3 separate regions of the Sus scrofa genome follow, and all the other regions are linked to region 3. Evidence: chromatin contacts called from public Hi-C and promoter capture Hi-C data. All regions are on one chromosome and are shown on one strand. The core of a region is the stretch at or near the end of the contact, and the rest is flanking DNA. Distances in the headings are between cores, read along the strand shown.

Evidence for each region. Promoter capture Hi-C pulls out the DNA fragments that hold promoters and counts their contacts. A called contact is a pair of places that touch in the nucleus more often than the background predicts.
Region 1: a contact with region 3 is called in a promoter capture Hi-C map of liver, with 2.4 times the contacts expected there. The contact joins two enhancer-like sites. A contact is called at or near these places in 1 of 5 promoter capture datasets (liver) and 1 of 47 Hi-C or Micro-C datasets (liver).
Region 2: a contact with region 3 is called in a Hi-C map of mesenteric adipose tissue, with 2.3 times the contacts expected there. The contact joins two enhancer-like sites. A contact is called at or near these places in 6 of 47 Hi-C or Micro-C datasets (fetal skeletal muscle, heart right ventricle, liver and 2 more) and 1 of 2 datasets of contacts at active chromatin or transcription factors (skeletal muscle).

What each region holds. Positions count from the first base shown.
Region 1 is chr10:42,081,935-42,084,634 of Sscrofa11.1, forward strand. All of the region lies in intron 1 of ZEB1 (zinc finger E-box-binding homeobox 1), which reads left to right. All of the region lies in intron 4 of LOC110255584 (a long non-coding RNA gene), which reads left to right. Among named protein-coding and RNA genes, the nearest start is that of ZNF438, 69 kb to the left of the region's middle. Within about 2 kb of position 1,352, at least 6 of the 83 cell types and tissues checked have an H3K27ac peak or open chromatin away from gene starts, as enhancers often do. A contact at or near this core is called in liver, where this site is marked.
Region 2 is chr10:42,259,556-42,262,255 of Sscrofa11.1, forward strand. It overlaps LOC102164518 (a long non-coding RNA gene), which reads right to left. Exons shown (of 6, transcript XR_305912.3): 4 at 2,400-2,496; 5 at 1,663-1,897. Among named protein-coding and RNA genes, the nearest start is that of ZNF438, 250 kb to the left of the region's middle. Within about 2 kb of position 1,451, at least 69 of the 83 cell types and tissues checked have an H3K27ac peak or open chromatin away from gene starts, as enhancers often do. A contact at or near this core is called in mesenteric adipose tissue, where this site is marked.
Region 3 is chr10:41,768,007-41,770,710 of Sscrofa11.1, forward strand. The region is part of intron 10 of ZNF438 (zinc finger protein 438); the gene reads right to left. Among named protein-coding and RNA genes, the nearest start is that of ZEB1, 240 kb to the right of the region's middle. Within about 2 kb of position 1,320, at least 7 of the 83 cell types and tissues checked have an H3K27ac peak or open chromatin away from gene starts, as enhancers often do. A contact at or near this core is called in liver and mesenteric adipose tissue, where this site is marked.

The sequences.
Region 1 (2,700 bases), core at 102-2,601, 310 kb after region 3:
TTCTAATGTGCCTCTCACTGGTATTTGTTTTTGTTTTTAAAGTGTCAGAGACAATCCATGGAAACAGTCTCTGCTAGAAATTTAGTTTCCTTGGTATGATCATGTTCCCTACCTACTTGGATAGCTAGGTGGAAGTGAGAGAGGCAGCTCTGTATTTGCCATTTTTCATTTTTTAGAGAAAGAACAGGAAGGAAATCCTAGCTCAGTCCTCTCCTTGGAGTCATTTTAGACCAGCACTGTCCAGTAAAATACATTGCAAGTCACAAATACAAGCTACATGTGTAGTTTTAAGGTGATTTTTTTGTGTGTTTTGTTTGTTTGTAGCCACATCAAAAAGGTAAAAAGAAACAGGCAAAATTACTTTAAATTATATTTTATTTAATCTAATATTTCTAAAATATTACTATTTTACCATGTACTTAGTACAGGAATTTATGAGTTGTTTTACCTTTTTCGTACTAAGTGTGTATTTTACATCTATAGAACGTTTCGTATTGGATTAGCAACATTTCAAGTGTCCCATAGCTACATGTCAGTGAGGGTCTGGACCAGGAACGGGCTCCTGTACTGGCACCACCCATGCAGACGTCTGCCAGGTAACCCTGTCAGCCCCTCCACCACCAACTCCCATCTTAGAGTTTCCAAATTTAGCAGAAGACAAAAAAAAAAAAAAAGAAAAAAGAAAGAAAAAAAAATACTCAGGATGCCCAGCTTAATTTGAATTTAAAATAGATAACAAATAATTTAGTGTAATTATGGACCGTGCTATATTTGGGATATACTTAAAAATATTGATCTGAAAAGCAAATTTAACTGGATGTCCTATAATTTATCTGGCAATCCTGCCCTGGCTTAACTGAGGAGAAGACACCAGGCTGCCTGGAAACTTGCAGGACTAGAGGATAGAGAATCTCTTCCTCTGGGGAGGATTTTTAAAACCCTCTGGAAGGCCGTATGCAAGCCAGGAACTATCTGTAGCCTGTTTCTTCCTAATTCTCTAAGATTTGAAGAGACAGGGGCTCAGTCCTTATATATTTAAATAATTTTACATCCAAATTATTCCACTAAGCTGTAATGTTTATTAAATTCTATGAAGTGTATGATTCCTTACTTGAGCTTATAAAATAGAACCCGTCTAACAGACATTACTAGTATCAAACTTTATAAGAAACACTTTATCCGAGGCTATAATCTCAGCAGTTTTCAGGGTCCTGGCTATTTCTGGTGCTTTTCTTATCACTGGTTACCACCACAGCTGTCATTTCACTCTCAAGTTGGCAAGCATTAATTCAGAATATTCAGTTGCTTAATGCCAAGATAAGGCTTACTTTACGTGTGATTCTCTGCTCTGGAGTTGACCTTGATCCTGGCCCAGGCAACAGCCAGTCAATTCTCACACTGTTATCACCTACCCCTAAGGGCAGCTTTTACAGAGGACTACCTTTCCATTCATACTCTTTAATGTTTTTTAATGCTCAAATTCAGTGACATTTTGGAAGCAGCTAACAACTTTTCTAATAGTTGCTCTACCTTTCTAAAGCGGTAGAAAAGAGGCCATTCAGTAATTCGTGTTCTCTGACAGTAATTACACCAGCTCCACAGTCCTTCTCAGGGCAGCCTTGTCGTCCAAAATCAATGACCAGGTGACAGCTCTGCTTGGTTATCAGCTAGGCAGGGAGGGCCACTGCCAGCCACCCTGGCAGGTTAGAGGTTGGGGTTAAGCCATGGTGCATTCCAAATCCATTCACGCTTAGGAGAATGTACCCAAAAGTGTGGATATGTTTATAATTACTGCATTTCCTTCAGAGAACAAGAATGACAGGTAAGTACAGGTTGGTTCTTTTTGTGTTTTTGTTTGGCAATGATCCAATGACTATTTTTAAATAGGAAATTTAAGTATCTGAAAGTATTCCCTTTCCCCCAGTCACCCAAAAGAGCTCAGATATAGCCTACATTACGTAATATTTTTCTTCCTCACTCTAAGAAGGAGTTGCACTTGATGGGGGCGTGTTGGGAGAAGACAACTTACTGTCATTTGAAAGCCGTGAACATCACACATTTCCATGTCTAGAAATATCCTAGCTTTATGTAAGACTCTTAACTTTGCCTAACTTCTCATGTCTGAGGTAGGAATTACTTTGTCAGATTAACATCTGCATCTAGATAAGGTACTCAGCCTTCTGACAGCAGTGAGTAAATTAACGAATTGTGTTTAGGTTTTCTCTTTTATTCTCAAGACTTCCTTTTAAGTTTCAAGACTTTAAAGACTTTTACCTTATTTTTTAAAATTACGATTTAAAGCTACAAAATACCTTAAATATTGGAGCTCCTGTGGTCGTGCAGTGGGTTAAGGGTCTGGTGTTGTCTCCATGTCAGTATGGGTTTGATTCCCCAGCCTGGCACTGGGTTAAGGATCTGGTGTTGCTGCCGCTGTGACATAGGTTGCAGCTGTAGCTCAGATTTGATCCCTGGCCTGGGAACTTCCATATGCCACAGGTGCGGCCAAAAAGGGGAAAAAAAAAAAACAAACAAAACACCTTAACTCTTACCTATTACCAAGTCATATTTAGATGAGCTTCAGAGGGTCTGTGAATATCCCAAGTTAAAAATCAAATTTTGTCTGTATATGTTTTTTGTTGGGAAGAATGTACATATTTTTCATTATATTCTTGAATTTTGTAACAAAAAAAATGGTTAACA
Region 2 (2,700 bases), core at 201-2,700, 490 kb after region 3:
CTACTTCAAGAAGTTGACCTTAAGAAAACTAACAGGCTAGGTGCAAAAAATGTAGGTAGAAGGATGTCTGTCGCCATGTAGAAGAGTAAAAAATTGTAAAGAAATTTAAATTTCCAGCAACACCAAATTGGCTAATAAATTATAGTAATCCTATGTTGCCCTTAGAAATAATAATACAGAGTTTTCTCTATCTTTCCAGGTCTGTGGTGAGTTAAGTGAAAATGCAGGCGACAAACATCATATGCACCATAATTTTTGTAACTAGTACACCCCTAGGTGTGGGCATAATTTGGAAGAATGATAACAAAATGTTAACAGTGGTCCGTTATTTTGGGGTGGAAAGATGGGGAGGGTGTAGATCAGATTGTGTTCAGTTCCTTCTTTTCATCTTTTTGAATTAAAAAAAGAAATTACACTTTTTTAAAAGGTTAGTACAACCTTTACAACTTCTTTAAAAATTGTAAAAAGAAGTCAGGGGCCTCAGCCACGTAGAACTGAATTCCACAGCCAACACGCCTGTCCTCCCAACAGGAGCTACTGGTCTCACCAGCTAGGGCGCTGGAACAGACCCACAGAAGGGAACCGTCCCACCCAGCCCGGGCCAACACTGGGCAGCGGCTGTTCTAAGCGAGTCAGCAGATCTGGCTGCTAACTGGCAGCCAGGGGAGAGCCCCGCGCATCACGTGTCCTGCCTGTGTGGCCCCGTCTGACTCAGAAGAAAAGCGCGCGGCCCTGCATCCAGGTTTGGGGGTCGCATGTCGAGCTCGGTCGCGCGCCCTCTCCCTGCAGATCCCCCCCATACCCGCCCGCCTGGACCCCCAGCTGGCACTCAGTAGGTCACTTTCCCATGTGCTGCACGTTCAAGAGTTCGCTATTCCCACGGGAAGAGCTCGTTGCCATGGCGATGAGAGCCTTCCCACCCCGGGACCCGCCCAGGAGGCCGAATCCTTCCCCGCCCGGCCTCCTGACCAGCCCCGCCAGGTGGAGAGGGTTGCAGGCTCCAGATTCTTAAGGGCTGGGGTCAGTAATGAAGGACCCAGGTCAGAGGGAAGGGAAGGGAGGTTTTTATTACAAGCCTTCTGGCCACTCTGCCCTTTGCTCCCCGCACCAGAGGCAAATGTCCTATCTGATTCTGGGGCATTTGGGTGGAGACGTCGGCCGCTTTCCCTCTCAGCGTCTTCCAAGAACGCCAGGGCATCTGTTAAAGTTTCTGGAATGCAGCACACTGGAATGAAGCTTTAACCCAGCAGCCCCGAACTAAAAGTCCGTGAGGGGTCGGGGTAGGAGGAGGGGGTATCGACCTGTTCGCGCCCCCACCCCCCCCCACCCCGCCTCGGGTGGGTAGCAGGGAGGAGGGGCTTCCTGTGTCGCACTGTAGCACTGTGTGGGCCAGGGCGATCAAGGGCGGAGTCGGTGGAAAAGGAGGGGGATGTTTGGGGGCGGGATGGGGCGGGGGGGGGGGGGGGGGGAATGTCTGAAGCTCGGCCACACCCAGCGGGAGGCGGTGCTCGAGACCTAGACCGAGGGAGGTGGGGAAGAGGGAGGGAGGTCACTGGCGCCTGCTCACTGGGGCCCCGCCCCACCACCCTGGCCACGCCCACTCCCCCAATTTCCCGGGGCTCCCCGGGTGCAGGAGGAGGAACCAAGTCTCCCGTTACTCACCACAGGTGGCTGCACAGGGGAAAGCTCCAAGCATATCACTGACTGGCTTGGAAAGTCTTTCATCTCTGCAACAGCAGCAGCAGCAACAGCTCTTGGATTAACTGTGTCTCCTGACTTTTGCGCCTCCAGCCATCACCACGCTGCAGATCCCTGGATGCCTGCTGGCTCCTATCGAGGGGTACCCCCTTTCCCTCGCCTTCTTCCCTCCTCCTGCTGCCTCCCCCGTGCCTTAAGCCTGGGGGACGAGGGATCACAATGAACCTTAGATTTTCCCAAGAGTTTTTTTTCTCCAGGCTCTCTGTGTACCCTCTCCCCGCACCCCACATCTTGTATTTTCCTTCACCTACCCTCTCCCTCACTTTAGGTCTATATATACCCACAGGCCTCTCCCCTCCCCTTCCATCACCAGGCCAGTGAGTCAGCTCACCCAAGAGGCAAGTGCCAGCGCAGTGGGACAGCTGCCCACTGGGCCCAGAAGAGAAAGGTTTCAGGGGCAGCAGGCCTCGTGCAAATAGTGCTTTTGACAACTCCAGGCATCGAGTTTCACGAGTAAGCCAAATGTAGAAAGGATTAGCTGTTTCGCCCAATAAGCCCACATCTGTAGTTACATTCTAACAGGGATAAAATTACCCTGGTTATTAATCCTTCTGCTTTAGGGAATAAGCTGATCACCAGGCAGGGTCAGGAACAAAACCCTGCCTCCGCTCCTGCCAGCCTCCCCTCACCCCCATCCTTACCTGCTCCACCTCTTACGGTGTATGGTTTCCCATTTCAGTCTGGACACCAAGTTCAAGGCCACCACCTGAGGTGCCTCTGAGATGGGACAGCTGCCGTCTGTGGTAGGGGGGACATCCATTCAGTCACATAAGTATGCATGCAGAATCTACTGGGAGCAAGACGTCATGGGTCTCCACTGCGGCAGAACCAAAGATGATTCTTGCACCGCCCCTGTCTTTTTCAAGCCCAGAAAAAGCTGAAGTGGTTGGTCAGAAACTGTATGTGGTTTCTGGGACTTCCTGCCCTGAGGCGCCCCAGGTG
Region 3 (2,704 bases), core at 70-2,569:
CGTAGGCCAGCAGCTACAGCTCCCATTTGACCCGTAGCCTGGGAACCTCCATATGCCACAGGTGTAGCCCCAAAAAGACAAAAAAGTAAAAAATAAAAAAAATAAATTATATAATTAAAAATTTTCAAAGGAACTTGGATAAAAGGAATTTGATGCTGTATTTCATCTGGTCAGCATTAGGAAGAGTGGCTTCTGTTGTCTTTTAATAGGAGAGCTCACCATCACTCGCTCTCTGCTGGGACCTACCTGACTAATAACCATCAACTTGCCCTCCCAGAGCCTGGGTTTAAAACTGACAAAGCCTGAGCCATCAGCAGGCCACTTAAGATATAATTCTACTTTATATCATATCTAATGTTCTTAAGCTAACTGGAATCGTGGCTTAAAAAACAATAATAATAATTACTCCCACTCCATTACATTTACACTTGATACAATAGCAGATTTAAAATTTTGTGAACTGGGAGTTCACAAGAGGGCGTTCACCTTTTAGGAGTTCCCTTTGTGGCTCAGTGGAAACCCAACTAGGATCCATGAGGACGCGGGTCCAATCCCTGGCCTCACTCAGTGGGTTAAGGATCCAGCATTGCCGTGAGCTGTGCTGGAGGTTGCAGAAGTAGCTGGGATCCCGTGTTGCTCTGGCTGTGGTGTAGGCCGGCAGCTGTAGCTCCAATTCAACCCCTAGCTTGGGAACCTCCATATGCCATGGGTGCAGCCCTAAAATAAAAATAAAAAATTTGTGAACTGCAAAATGACATGGCACATCTCCACATTTATACTTGTGGAGGGCTCCTGTTTGGAGTTCTGGTCGCCTTGGTAATTCAGATCAATTCTCCCACCAAAAGCTAAAAAGGCTAAACAAAATATAAGTTTACATATTGGAAGGAAAAAACTCTGTAAATAATTATAAAAACTACGATGGTGCAAATTTATATAATCTTTCAATGGTTCAAATGTGAAATGCTATTAGGAAGTAGTAAAGTTGTGATAAATGTGTGGAGGTTACTGCATGCCCCGAAAGAGATCTACGGAAAAAAGACAGCTATTTTTGTGTATATTCTTCAAGTTTCTATGTTCCACCTTGTTCCACCTCTAAGAGATGTTAAGAGATATAATTCATAGTTCCATCTATGACAAATATCACCAGATCCTTTTTCTGCGACCAAACCACATAGCTCATTGTTAAAAGGATGATCGGAAGAGAAACTCAAACATATTCCAATGTGTGGAACTTTGGCAAGAGATACTTAAACTGGTGGAAACCTGCCGAAATACTTCACACGAGCCCTCCGTCACCCTCTATGATGCAATCTGCAACCTTTCCAGCCAACTCCCTTATTTCACTAGCCAGCCCTTGTCAACACTGAGGTAATAGAGCTGGAAAAACTCATCACTCCACTGGGATATTCAAATATCAAATTTTACTTCATTTGGTGAAAATTATACGGTTGCCAAAGAAAACTAATGCAAAGAGGGGAAACTATGAAAGGTTTGGAGCCATTCTTTTGTTGCAAAGAGCTCTTGGGAGGCCTCAAATCCATCTGCCACTGCTTAGGCATTCTTTTGTTGCTCTGACCCCTTCCTGCCCCACCCCTCAAGCATATGGGGCAGCGAGAAGGCTGGGGTGAACTCACCAGCCCAGGCTTCTGTGTTCAGCCAGCCCTAGTCTTATTCCCAAAGGTCCTCCTTCAGACTCTGCTCCTCCAGAAGGAGAGCTGTGTTCTACTGATGGCTGGACCTCCAAACCTAACCCCGTGTCCTGCAAAGAAAGTCTGACATCTACTCCACGGCAGGCACCGGATTAGGGATGAGAAATAGAGACATAATAAAGACACAGAAGGAAGTTCCCATTGTGGCACAGCAGAAACGAATCCGACTCGTATCCACGAGGATGTGGGTTCAACCCCTGGCCTCACTCAGTGGGTCAGGGATCCAGCATTGCCATGAGCTATGGTGTGCGCTGCAGATGTGGCTCGGATTCCGCGTTGCTGTGGCTATGGTGCACGCCAGCAGCCGTAACTCTGATTCAATCCCTAGCCTGGGAACTTTTATATGCCGCAGGTGCAGCCCTTAAAAAAAAAATCTAAAAAAATAAAAAATGAGAGAGATACAGACCTCACTCTCTGGACCCTCAAGGAAGGAAAATGATTTGGATACAGTTGCCTCAGCAGAATGGAGGAATGAAAAGCCAGTGAGCACAGCCCCATGGCCCGTGTTCTTTTCTCCCTAGACAATCAAGGCTTAGATGAGGAAGGAGAGAGCAGGCTTTCTCTTCAGAAATGTAAACGTGCGTCTTCAGCCCTGACCTTCCCAGAGTTCCACATTCACACCTTCAACCACCCATTCAATGCGTCCACTTGGAAGGAGTTCCAGGGATGAGTTGTGATGACTCTGAAGCCAGACTGCTTGGGGAGGAAGCCCAGCTCCATCACTACCCAGTTGGGTGGCTGACTGTAGGCAGGTCACTTTTAACCTCTCCATGCTTGTCTTTTCATGTGTAAAGCAGGGCTCTAGTGGTTCCTTGCACACACAACTGCTATGAGAATTAAATGAATTGATAAGGGTAAAAGTGCCTAAAACCCTGCCAAGTACACAATTCATGCTCTCACAGTGCTTATTGCTATGACTAGGACTGGTACTGCTGTTTCTAATCAGGCACCTAAAGCTGGTCCAAAACAGAATTCAGTGAGTTCCCGTCATGGCT